Linked DNA regions of Pan troglodytes: region 1 is linked to region 2. The links are chromatin contacts, called in public Hi-C maps. All regions are on one chromosome and are shown on one strand. Each heading gives the region's core, a stretch centred on a gene start, on an enhancer-like site or on the middle of the called end of the contact. The rest is flanking DNA. Distances are from core to core; before and after follow the strand shown.

What was found. Hi-C and Micro-C count contacts between places; a contact is called where the count stands out from the background.
Region 1: a contact with region 2 is called in a Hi-C map of stem cell-derived neural progenitor cells, with 4 times the contacts expected there. The contact joins two enhancer-like sites. A contact is called at or near these places in 1 of 7 Hi-C or Micro-C datasets (stem cell-derived neural progenitor cells) and 1 of 1 datasets of contacts at active chromatin or transcription factors (stem cell-derived excitatory neurons).

The regions. Positions count from the first base shown.
Region 1 is chr11:43,953,009-43,959,786 of NHGRI_mPanTro3-v2.0_pri, forward strand. FBP2 (fructose-bisphosphatase 2) reads left to right here. Exons shown (of 7, transcript XM_520718.7): 7 at 537-952. The coding sequence ends at 731. Among named protein-coding and RNA genes, the nearest start is that of FBP2, 38 kb to the left of the region's middle. Within about 2 kb of position 4,368, at least 11 of the 24 cell types and tissues checked have an H3K27ac peak or open chromatin away from gene starts, as enhancers often do. A contact at or near this core is called in stem cell-derived neural progenitor cells, where this site is marked.
Region 2 is chr11:43,717,558-43,724,022 of NHGRI_mPanTro3-v2.0_pri, forward strand. The region is part of intron 3 of AOPEP (aminopeptidase O (putative)); the gene reads right to left. Among named protein-coding and RNA genes, the nearest start is that of AOPEP, 58 kb to the right of the region's middle. Within about 2 kb of position 4,789, at least 10 of the 24 cell types and tissues checked have an H3K27ac peak or open chromatin away from gene starts, as enhancers often do. A contact at or near this core is called in stem cell-derived neural progenitor cells, where this site is marked.

The sequences.
Region 1 (6,778 bases), core at 3,118-5,617, 240 kb after region 2:
GACCATTGAAACACTGGCAAACTAGTTAGAAAAGTCAAAGCTTAAGATGTGGAGTTCCTCCACACAATCCCAGCCACTGTGGCTGTCCCCAGAGAGACAAGCCGGCATGGTCAAGGTGACCTTACTGTCCCATCCAAGCTTGACTCTTTACCAGCCTTGAGGTCTCACATATAAAGGCTTCCACCCAGGCCTGCAGCATCAGTTTGCTTCTTGTTGAACCAAGAAATAGATGCCTAGATCTCATATCTCAAAGTCAAGAGGCAGGTCTCTCATAAGCACAAGGATCACAAGATGGGTAGATACATGGCTCAGTCACCTGGCCAGAGGGGCCCCCAAGGCTTCTGGATGAGTGCCATCTGATGCATCTGGCCTGCTGTAGGCTCTAAAGCTCGGGCCCACTCTTGCAAGGTGCATGGTGCGCTCATGCTAGCCAGATGGAAGCGCCGCAGTACAAACTTCTCCCCCAGCTTTAGGGGCATGGCTCGGGACATTTGGCCACTTGCAGAGTTTACTCACCTGCCTCTGTTCCTCCACAGCTCCGGCTCCTGTATGAATGCAATCCCGTGGCCTACATCATTGAGCAGGCAGGAGGCTTGGCGACCACGGGGACCCAGCCTGTACTGGATGTGAAGCCCGAGGCAATTCACCAGCGAGTCCCCCTCATTCTGGGGTCACCAGAGGATGTGCAGGAATATCTCACCTGTGTGCAGAAAAATCAGGCAGGCAGCTAGTGAGTTTGACCCCACATGCCCTCTTCTGTTTGTCTTGTACCTTGTCTAAGGACCCTAAATGAATGATAAACAGAGATGGTAGCTATGAGTATACAAAAGGTAAATCCACTTAATCACATACAGAAGAGCAACAACAAACTGCTTACGACAGGTTTGGAAGCCACAGGCGATTCTATGGTCAATGTGAAGGACTAGAAATAAAAACCCACATGTGGAAAGAGCGACTTTGGCTTGTCTTCTGTCAGAAACAGTGGCAAATATGGTTATAATTCCGTCTGTCAACCCACATAATTGGCGGCTGCATGCTTGTGGGCAAAGAGTACATAGATTAGTTAAGAATTTGTCAGCTGGGTGCGGTGGCTCATGCCTGTAATCCCAGCACTTTGGGAGGCCGAGGCCAGCGGATCACAGGATCAGGAGATCGAGACCATCCTGGCTAACACGGTGAAACCTCATCTCTACTAAAAATACAAAAATTAGCCGGGCGTGGTGGTGGGCGCCTGTAGTCCCAGCTACTCGGGAGGCTGAGGCAGGAGAATGGCGTGAACCCGGGAGGCAGAGCTTGCAGTGAGCCAAGATCGCGCCATTGCACTCCAGCTTGGGTGACAGAGTGAGATTCCATCTAAAAAAATAAAAAATAAAAATTGTCTTGATTGGCTTGAAATTTGAACCTAGTGTCTTATCCTGTAGTGATTACCTCCCTCAAACACATGTAAATTTCCAACTTAATATCTTAGAAGAGTATTTGTGTCTTACTTTGGATAAACTTGAGTTAGAAATCTCATGGCAATTAAATTCTGAAATTTCTGAGCCTATCTTAAGAGTCTATAATTTGGATGACCAATCACAGTTTGAATTGAAAATGGGGTCACTTATTGTTAAAGCCAGAAACAGAGTCAATATTTAGAAATTAACTACTTTTCTAAACCTCTTAACCTTGCATTTTCAGTTTTTGGGGAAATGTTTTAATCTATTCTAGGGACTAACTGGTGTACACTGGTTAAATGACTCGTCACTTGTCCAAATTATGTTAAGACTGGGGAGGGGTTGGCTTATGCATCTGAAATCTCATCTTGTTTTAGGAAGAATTGCTCTGAATATCTATGGACCTGGAGGCTAAGAAAGACATTCATGAAAGATTGACAAATCAAATCAAATCCAGAAGTATTTAAAGCAAAGGTGCATCAGGAGAAAGTCAGGCTTAACCTAGAAATTCAAGAATGATTCAACACGGAAAAATCTATTACAGTAATTCATTAGGTTAGGGGAAGGCAGTGTCAGGGGTGGGACCAGGCAAGGCCCTGGAGGAAGCAAGGCTCTCCTTTCCCACTTTAGCTTGGGCAGGGTGGGGCATACAGCCCACAGACACATTTCAACTTGAGTGTCATTCTGTACACAACATCGTTCCTCAGTCTAGCATGGCTTGGCAGCTTTAGCAGACGCAGCAAAATCTTATTACACTACCAAAAAATTTTCACCTTCTCAAAAAGGAACAAAGATTTTCTTCTTTTCCCAAAATGAAAACTTCATAAAACATAGATGAAAGATATTAAAGCAGACACAAGTAAATGGAAAGATATCCCATGTCCATGCACTAGAAGAATGTTAAAATATCTATATCACCCAATGCGATCTACAGAATCAATGCAATCCGTGTTCAACTACAAGACATTCTTCATTTAAATAGAAAAAGAATCTTAAAATTCACATGGAAGTTCAAAATACCTCAGATAGACAAAAGAATCTGGAATAAAAAGAAAAGCTGGAGGCATCACACTACCTGATTTCAAAATATACTACAAATCTATGGTAAGCATGGTACTATCAAAACAGTATGGTACTATCAATAAAAGGGGCAGGGGAGAGACAGAGAGATGAACGAATGAGACAGACAGACATAGACAAGTGAAACAGAATAGAGAAATCAGAAATAAATTCACGCGTTTACGGTCAACTCATTTTTAACAAAGGCCCCAAGAACACACATTCGGGAAGGACAATCTCTTCAATAAACTGTACCAGGAAAACCCAACACCCACATGTACGAGAATACATCTAGGCCATTACCTTACCATATACAAAAATCTACTCAAAATAAATATTTAAATGCAGGACCTGAAACTATGAAACTACCAGAGAAGAAAACATAGGATAAAATGCTTCATGAAATTGGTTAGGACAAGGAATTTTCAAATAGACATCAACAGCACAAGCAACAAAAGCAAAGATGTAATTACGTTAAACTTAAAGCCTTTTCCAAAGCAGAGGAAGCAATCAGTATAATGAAGACAGAACCCAGAGAATGGAAGAAAGTATTTGCAAACTATGCATCAGGCAAGAGGTTAATACACAAAACATCTAAAGAACTCAAACTACTCAAAAGTGAAAATACAAATAATCTTATTTTTAAAAATCTACCCAAAACCTTTGTCCCCCACCATTTCCCCACCTTCTTTTCCTGACCGCATTTGGCCCTCTCCCTCTCACCACCCTTTCTCTTCCTCCATCTACCCCAAACTTTTTCACCGTTTTCTCCCTACCGTCATTTCGCAAAGCCTTCTCTACTCTCCCGCTCACCACGCTTTTCCCCATCCATCTACCCAAACACTTTCTCCCACCGTATTTTTTTTCCCACCGTATTTTCCCCCTTCTCCCTGGCCACCCTCTTTTTCCCCCTCCCGCTGTCATCACGCCCTTTTGCTCCTTCATATAAGCAAAAACATTTCCTCCCGTCTTTTCCCAAAGCCTTTTCCCCACTGCTGCTCACCACCCTCTTTTCCCCCTTTATCTACCCAAAAACTGTTTTCCTCATCGTCTTTCCCCTGGCTCCTCCTTGCCACTCTCCTTCCCTTCTCCATCTACCCAAAAACATTTCCCCACCATCTTTTCTCAAAGCCTTTTCCCCACTCCTGCTCACCTCCCTCTTTTCCCCATCTACCCCCCAAAATTTCCCCATCTTTTCACAGTCTGCCCCTGCTTCCCACTCGTTCTCTTCTCTCCCCTATCCTGCTTGCCACCCTCCTTTTTGCCTTCCATCTACCCCAAACTATTTTCCCGTCTTTTCCCCAAACTTCTTTCCCTGCTCCCTCTCACCACCCTCTTTTCTCCTCCTCCTTGTCACCCTCTTTCCCTCCTCCATCTACCCAAACACTTTTTACCTACCATCTTTTCTCCACCATCTTTCTTTTCTGCCACTGTTTTTTCGCAAAACCTTGTCTTCCTCCCGCTGGTTACCCTCTTATTCCTTCTCCCACTTGCTATCTTCTTTTGCTCCTCTACCCAAAAACTTCTCTCCCCACTGTCTTTTCACAAAACCTTCTCTCCCTACTGCTCGCCCGTTTCCCCCCCCACCACTCTTTCCTCTTCCCAATTGCCACCCTCTTTTCCCCCTTCATCCACCCATAAACTTTCTACCCACCGTCTTTCTGCAAAACCTTCCTTCCCTCCCTCTCTGCACCCTGTTTTTCCACCTCCATCTACCCAAAAACTTTTTTCCCCACCATCTTTTCCCCATCATCTTTTTGCAACGCCTTCTCCTCCTCGCTATCCTTTTTTCCCTTTGGCACTAACCACACTCTTTACCCACCTCTATCTATCCCAAAACTATCTTCTTCTTCCTACCCCTCCAGCTGCGCTGCAATGTCCACCGCCACCACCAACCGCAGCGAGGCGAGCCGCGCCATGGTGCCACGGCTCAAGCCTCCAACATACGACCTGTGACTCCTTTTCCTGGTCTTCTAAGCCGGGCACTGAGCAGCTCAATAGAAACATACGGAAACCTAAAAAAAAAAAAAACAAAAAAACGTAACTCTGCTTCAGCATTATTTATATCCTGAGGTTATGCGCATGCCGGTTCCTAGACTGCATGTTCTGATTGGATGAGAGCAAGTCTTAAGACAACCAATCACAGCATGAAAATAAAGTCCAATCAGAGTAGGCCTAGAGGTTTTTCTCTCATCCGATCAGAACACGTAGTCCGGGGTCTCCTAACCTCAGTATATAAAGCATGCTGAGGCAGCGGCGCGTCATTTCTGGCACTTATGTGTGGGTGTGGGGAGCTACTACGTACCCGGCTTAAAGAACTGGAAGGCTCAGTCACTTTTCGCCCCCTGGAGCCTGGAGCCTGGGGCACTCCCTCCCTGTTGGTGGTGGTGGTGACGGAGCGGTAGGAGGGAGGCTAGCGGCGAGAGCTTCTCCTGCCGGGCTGGAAGACAGAAGAGGCACCGCCGCATGCTGGAGGCTGGAGCCGGAGCTTGCGCCTCCGCGGCTCGCCTCGCTGTGGTTGGTGGTGACATCAGAGACCGCAGCTCGGCCACAGTGGTAGAAATGTGGTAGGGTAGGTGAGTTATCCAGGGCTGCACTGCCCTCTTCTGGGGGTAAGGGTTGGATGTCCTATAGGGGCTCACTGCCAAAGGCTACACTGCCTGTGGCATTGGACTGTTTGGGGGCACTCTCTGGGGTTGCATTGCTGGTGGTGGAATGGGGGGCTACACTGCCCGAGGTGGCAGGGGTGGTCGGGAGAGGCAGGTTGTGTACACTAACGTGTACTGCCAGTGGCGGTGGATGGCTTAGGGGCGTTGTCTTCTGCTGCACTGTCTGTGGCAGGGGCGGGTTGGGTGGAATTATCTGGGGCTACAATGCTGGCAGTGGGGGGTGGTTTAAGGGCATGGTCCGGTGCTGCACTGCCTGTGACTGGGGGTGCGCTATCAGGAGCTGCACTGCCCATGGCGGGGTGAGGGTGGGGCGGGTTTGGGGCGCTGTCTAGTGCAGCAATACCTGTGGCTGCGTCAGGTGGGCACTATCGGGTGCTAACACTGCCTGCGGCCGAGGAGTTGGGATGTTTTGGGGGGGTATTGGTTACATTGCCTGCAGCTGTTGGGTGTGCTATCCCAGGGTTACAGGGGGCAGGTTAGGGGTGCTATCGGGGGCTATACTGCCAGTGGGGTTGGTGGGCTGCAGAGGCAGCAGCGGCAGCGACAGCTGTGGCCTCCTTCCTCTTTCTGGTGGCCTCCATGGAAGGATGGAGTTCTCCTCTTCCCGGACTCCAGACTCTAGAGGGTGATCTCTTCGTGCTTATGCAATCTTGAGAACCACAGGGCTCTCACACCCACTGTGGTTCCCTGGCCCACGCCCTCACGCACGCTCTGTGTTGTGGAGACCACCTGGGACTACCGGGCAGGGAATAGAGGGCACCAGGGGGAGGGAGGGGGACAGGGCACTGTGGGTGGAGGCGTCAGGAATGGGAACCAGCACTTGGGTGGAGAGGGCTGGCTGGGTCTGAGTTTCTCCTACACGGGCTCCCCGAAGAGCGCAGTGCCGATGGGCCCAGCAATTCCTGGCCAGCTGGACTTGGCCAGGAGCCGGTTTCAGTGAAGGCACTCACACCCAGCCCAGGCCCCAGTTCCTGGCCAGCTTTTGCCAGAAAGAGAGGCTGGACTTTGGAGGGTGGGTGTGAGTGCCTTTAATGAAACTGGTCCCTGCCGCCCAGTGGCCAGCGTGACAAGGTGAAGCTCTAACACTTCCACTCCCTGCATCCTGTTCTAGGTTTCTCTGGCTTTGCCTGCGCAACTGCTCCCAGCCAGGCTGGAGGAGGAGGAGGAGTCACCTGTGGTATGCTGGAGCCTGTAGATGGCGTGGCTCTGCAGCTTGCCTCATGAGGTTGGTGGCAGCAACAGAGACTGCAGCTTGACCAGAGTGGTAGGAGGGCACCCGTGGGGGCCAAGTGATAGGAGGCTTGTAGGGTGGGCTGGTGCATTGAGGGCAACAGCGGTTGTACTGGCATCGGCGCTAGCGTTGGTAGCAGCGGCAAGTCTGGGGGCTGGGAAGGGGAGTAGGAGCGCTCACGGGCCCATCCTGTCCTGGGGTGGGGACGAACCTTAAGGTGTTATAATGCGGGCCTCGGTGGCAGCGGTGGAGGTGCATGTAGGGTAAGGAGGAGTCTTCCCCCTTGTCCTGCAATCTCTGGAGGGTGCCCTCCTCCTGCTGGCGCCTGAGCCAGGCATGAGTGGCAGCATTGTCTAATTCTTAACAAAATTCAGGGGGTGACT
Region 2 (6,465 bases), core at 3,539-6,038:
TTAATTACATTGAGAAGACAGGATTTTAGGAAGGGGTCTTGTGTATGATGGAGTTTGGGGAGGGAGGAGGACAGCTAAATTACTTACCTGCCATAGTGGGAAGAACAACCCTGAACAATAAAGCATCTTACTGAAGGACATGCAGGTAAATATCAAGTAATCAGCCGAAAGAGGTAAAAGTGGTTACTTCTAAAAAGCAGGAAAAATGGAGGAAGAGAGATTACAAAGGACTGCTGCTTGGGAAAACGGGTATAATAAACCCATCAGAATTACTTGACTCTTTAAATATTGCATATTTAATGTAAAATAATTGAACTAATCAATTAATTAAAAGGTAATCTTAACAGAAAAAGAATAACACGTCTGGTACCGAGGTACTATTAAAATGATGAAATATAACTCAGAAGAAAGAAGCAATTTAGAGATAAGGAGCAGGCACTAGCCTATTAAGAAATCCTTTTAAGAATGAAGCACTACGCACAACAGGCTTTCTCCCTACATTTGCGTTGAATTTTTGACCTGATTTTCTTGCTGCCTGTCTGGTTCTTGTACCATCCACCTAGTCCATGGGCAAGATGATACTTGTGGAAACAGGAGAAACTGAAACTTACTTCCAAGAGAAAACACTGCTAATGGAGTAGAGGTATTTGTTAGATCCCTGCACAAGGTCAATAGAAATCCACATAGAGCGCCCAATCCCATCACAACCCAGCACTTTCATCAGCATGTCTGCACCCTCGAGGTGACATGGGGAAGACACCGGAAGTCACAGCAGGACGTGGCAGGGGAGAGAAATGGAGATTAGCAATTAAAAAGTCAGAAACCGTAAATGACCCAGAGTTTGAGAGTGAGATAGCAATAGTGGTAACAGAACCTGAGGTGAGTCCAATAAAAATGTTAAAACTGTCATTGTTTCCTCACAGTCTTCTCTGAAGTTCAATAATGGAAATAAAATAATTGGTTTTTAAATATCACACAAATTCATACTTTAAGCGCTCAAGATGATTTCCTCCTATACAGCGCACAAGTTTTTTTTATTTTCTTAGATTCCTAAAGTTCCTCTACTTAGTAGAGCTCATTTGGAATCAACTGTTTCAGACTTCAAGCTTTTAAAAGCAAAAAGGTTTCTTGGCTACCAAGTGACAGTCATATCGGGGCAGATCAATTGGCTGGGCCAAATAAGAACCAGCCAGAAACCCAATTCCTTGTCAAACTCTTCTCAGAAGCTTCTCACTAGAGTCTGGCCCTGGGCTTCTTGCCTGGATCCTGGTTGAATGCTAGAGCCAGCGCTGAGATCATGGAGCGCTGCTAGTGCTCTGGAGAAGATTTTCATTAGTTCCCTGCTATGAGGACGTTTCTAGTATCCTCATTTGATAGAAAAGTCTCTTTTGAGTTGTCTGTTCATGGATTATTCCAATGAGCCCAATCTTACATGAAGACTGCCCACTGCCACAGGGAACAACACCTAACCTTATCTTCCAATCAGCCTACAAAAATTGCAAAGAATAAGGTGGAAATACTGCCCCAGAAAGCAGAGCATGCATTCCCAAAACAAAGATAAATAATTTCAGGATTGTCTATTGTTTGGAATAAGCCTACCTTGCAAGAGAATTAATGAGAGTTTATTGCTTTTGGATATGTCCATTCATTGAGTTCCACCTCTGGAATCTGACAGCTAGGGTTCAATTCCCTGCTCCACATTTACCAGTTTGGGCACATCACTTAATTTCTCTAATGCATCAGTTTCCTCATGCATAACAAGAGAATGATCATAGTATCTTGCTGTGAGGATTAAGTTAGGATTAAATTAGATAATCTATAGAGTGATCACTAGGCATAATAATTGGCACAAAGTAAGTGTTCAAGAAACGTTAGGTGCTGTCATGATCTGTTGTTGTTGTAGTCTTCATCTGCAAGCTCTCATCTTTACAGCTGTCTACCCTTGATGCTCACTCAGGCTAATTTTCTGAAGGCAAAGGCAAAGAATGCTGAAGGTATGGCTGCCACATGTGTACTGAAAACCGCGACCTGATGAGGCCCACATATGGAGTTCAAGGTTGAATGGCATTAAAACACAGTCCACACAAAGCGATCCATTTAAAGGAGAATGACAGCCTAAAGGGGGCATCCTGTATGACTTCATATAGAATGGGCCATTTGGAGACTATTTAAATGGTGTTTACTTTAAATGAGCCATCCTTGATGAAACAGACAGTGAATGCCTTCATTTTCCTTTTGATTCAATCCACTTGCACTAGACTCCCTTTGCTACACCAGCTGCAAAACAAAGAGAACACACTGTACTTGAATTAACCCAGAGTTTTTCCTCTGCAGAGGCCAGAAACCCCTCACGCCACTGGATGATTTCACAGCCAGGCCGGGATTCATTAGCAAGACTAACAGAGAGGGTTGGTAGGAAGGGATGCAGAGGAAACAGCACTCCTTAACTTCAGGCACAAGCCGCCACCCAGCTTGCCCTTCTTTCTGGGCAGATTCTGTAAAGATGGACTTCTGACCTCCTCAGAAAGAGACCAGAGTTCTCTAACGCCCCTACATCACTTTCTCCTATTGGACTGTATTTAGGGGGAAAAACTCTCATACTTCAGTTGTCTCACTAGTAAGATACATGTATCATATGACGTATTGACAATAACAGCTGTCACAAGACCCAAATAGACATTTTCATCTCCACAACAGGACTGAAATTTTCCTTAGATGACTGTGCTTTTTGCAGCTATAATAGAACTTGAAATGGATCAATTTTCAAATCACAAGAGGCAGTTTAAAATTTAGTTTTTGGGCCGGGCGCAGTGGCTCACGCCTATAATCCCAGCACTTTGGGAGGCCGAGGCGGGTGGATCACCTGAGATCGGGAGTTTGAGACCAGCCTGGCCAACATAGCGGAAACCCCATCTCTACTAAAACTACAAAATTAGCCGGGCATAGTGGCACACGCCTGTAATCCCAGCTACTCAGGAGGCTGAGGCTGGAGAATCACTTGAACCCCGGGAGGCGGAGGTTGCAGTGTGCTGAGATCGTGCCATTGCACTTCAGCCTGGGCAACAAGAGCTAAACTCCGTCTCAAAAAAAATAAAATAAAATAAAATATAGTTTTGGGCCAGGCACAGTGACTCACGTCGGTAATCCCAGCACTTTGGGAGGCCAAGGCGAGAGGATCACCTGAGGTCCAGAGTTCAAGACCAGCCTGGCCAACATGGGTGAAACCCTGTCTCTACTAAAAATGCAAAAATTAGCCAGGCATGGTGGTGGGCACCTGTAATCCTAGCTACTCAGGAGGCTGAAGCAGGAGAATCACTTGAACCCAAGAGGCAGAGGTTGCAGTGGGCCAAGATTGCACCACTGTACTCCAGCCTGGGCGACAGAGTGAAACTCCATCTCCAAAATAAAAATAAAAATAAATAAAATTTAATTTTGAAAATAAGTATCATAATAAAGAGTGTTAAAACAGTTATCTTAATTATTTTTTCAATGACTTCTAAAAACTGTCCTGTGAATAGTTTTGAAGATTCTATTTTCCACAGGAGGAAGAATAATTCTCAGTGAAGAGGGAAAAAGGAAGAACATGAAGGAGTAGTCAGTTCATGAGAGGAGAGAGAACTTTTTATACTAAACCTGTGAGAAACTTAGCTGAGATAATTATTTTTCATAAAAAATTTTAAGAGAAGAAAAATCAAGATATAGTAGTCATTTTTACACATCAGTCATGCCTACCAATAGTAAATTAAATAAGAAATTTATGAAAAGTCAGTGTCCTATTCGTAGGTGAGTCTTGGATAAACTCACTTAATATAATTAAAAGCACAGCTATAACCACACACACATAACCACTCTGCTTGTGCAGAGGCTAAGTTAGATCATAGCTCTGCCAAGTTAAGCATCTCATGGAACTTCTCATATTAAAGAGTTATTGTTTTCACTGCAAATTAAAACAGGCACTTAAATTCTTCCTATGAAAACCATCCATTTTACTTTTTCAACCTCTCCACTATAGGTTAGACAAACAGCATGAAGCATTCGGAAATATCAAATTGATACGTGCTTTTATTTAACATATAATCTTTCTTTCCTCAATCCTTCAGTAGCCCCTGCTACTTTGCTACCTCAAAATTGTTTCTTTCTCTAACCACAATTCCTTATTTCAGCAATTCCTATCCAAACTATTATATATGTTATGATTACTTTGGAACATCTTTGTATCACAAATTAAAGATGCCTAACAATGTTTACAGGAATATGTATATTCAGAAACATGTACACTTATAAGTGTATACAGACATACTATAGAGAATGTATATATCATATATTTTAAATATATAATATACATACATCTGTACAATAAATATAATACATTCACGAAAAGGAGAGAGAGCTCCCCATTTTGGCTGCTCTTCCCCTCCTGGCCTCCTTCTCCACTGCTTGGGTCTTTCAGCAAACTCTAGCTTTCTGTCAGGACTTTGCAGATGCCGCGTCTACACCTTCCGGTTTTCTAAGTGAGTGCCACCCTGGTGAATACCCATAGCGTGACTGTCTCTTGTTAGTTCTTCTCCGCAGTTGCTCAAGGGTTGTAACTGGCACCAGAACAAACGAGACAGTAAGACGCCCTGGGCACCAGCATTGCCTAACCAGGGCGATGTGCCAGGTCAGGCCACCACTTTGCAAGCACTGATGCTACCCAGCAAGGCTTCGGTTTTCCTTGCCTGCAACATGGTACCGCCTCAGGCACAGGAGAGGCAAGAGAAATGACCTTCAAGATCATTCTTGTAAACTAGGTAAAAGAGCGCCATCTGCTGAACACAAGCGCCTCTATAGGTTTTCCTTGTTGGCTAACGGGATACCTAAAGGAATATGCCCCACCAGGCTTGTTATTCAAGTCTCACCGGCCACTCTGACCTTCAATGCAGGTGACCCAGTTCCCCTTAAGCTGGATCAGCTAATTTGACACAAAATCATACTGCTCCAGGTGGTCACAGGTAAACTTGAGTGCTTTACTCACATGGAACATTCATGTCAAGTCCAAGACAAAAATCCACAGCAATGAGAACTGGTATATACATGCCTGCCAGAATCATCAATGTCTGAAAGAAACCATGATGACTTTCACATATGTCGTGTACAGTAAGCGCAGTGCCAGGAGGGTAAGCAAGAACTAGTCAACAACAAATCACAAAACAAAAGAATTAACTGACACAGATTTAGAAATTACTGGCTCACCGGCATCTTTCTAATGGGAAAAGATGAATACGTTTACCCTTAAAAACATAGGAATGTATGTGTACTGGCATGGAATAAAGTTTCCCTAGTTCTAGAAACAAGGAGCTTTCTCTACTTTGCATTCTTTCTTTGTGAGGAAAATACTTAATCATAACCATTCCTAAATGCCTCTTAATTTACCATTTCCTCATACGTAATTCCTGGTTGCATACTATGGGAGCAGTCTAAATAGTACTGCTCATTTGAAAAGTTGGCTTTCAGTTGCATACAGGAGGGTCTGGACTCTCAGATCTTGGCTTTTTCCTGGAATTTCCCACACAAAGTCAAAAGAAAGAGAATGTCAGAGAGCTAGTCTATTGAGCAGGCCAGAGAGTAGCATTTTGCCCAGAATGAAGTAATGTCTACAGTCTTACTTTTGCACAAAAAAATGAAATCAGATCCTATGCAAGGGCACATGTAGTTTTTAACACCTTTCACTCGTTCATATGCTTTTTCTCCTTCATCTGGAAGGAGCTTCCATTAGGCAGTCTTCTTCATTTACTTGAGGCTTCCCACAAAAAACAGAAGCAGAGTATTTTCTTTTTCTTTTTTTGTTTGGTTTTTTTTTGAGACGGAGTCTCACTCTGTCACCCAGGCTGGAGTGCAGTGGCACGATCTTGGCTCACTGCAAACTCCGCCTCCCGGGTTCAAGCAATTCTCCTGCCTCAGCCCAAGTAGCTGGGATTACACGCGCCTGCCACCACGCCCGGCTAATTTTTTTTGTATTTTTAGTAGAGACGGCATTTCACTGTGTTAGCCAGGATGGTCTCGATCTCCTGACTTTGTGATCCGCCCGCCTCGGCATCCCAAAGTGCTGGGATTACAGGTGTGAGCCACGGCACCCAGCCCTCAGAGTATTTTATTTTTCTAGGAAGCAGGGATATACTAAATAAGACTCTATAAAAATAAAACTTTCACGCCTATAATCCCAGCACTTTGGGAGGCCAAGGCGGGCGGATCACAAGATCACGAAATAGAGACCATCCTGGCTAACACGGTGAAACCCCGTCTCTGCTAAAAATACAAAAAATTAGCCAGGCGTGGTGGCGGGTGCCTATAGTCCCAGCTACTCGGGAGGCTGAGGCAGGAGAATGGCGTGAACCCGGGAGGCGGAGTTGCAGTGAGCGGAGATCGTGCCACTGCACTCCAGCCTGGGCGACAGAATGAGACTCTGTCTCAAAAAAAAAATTAATT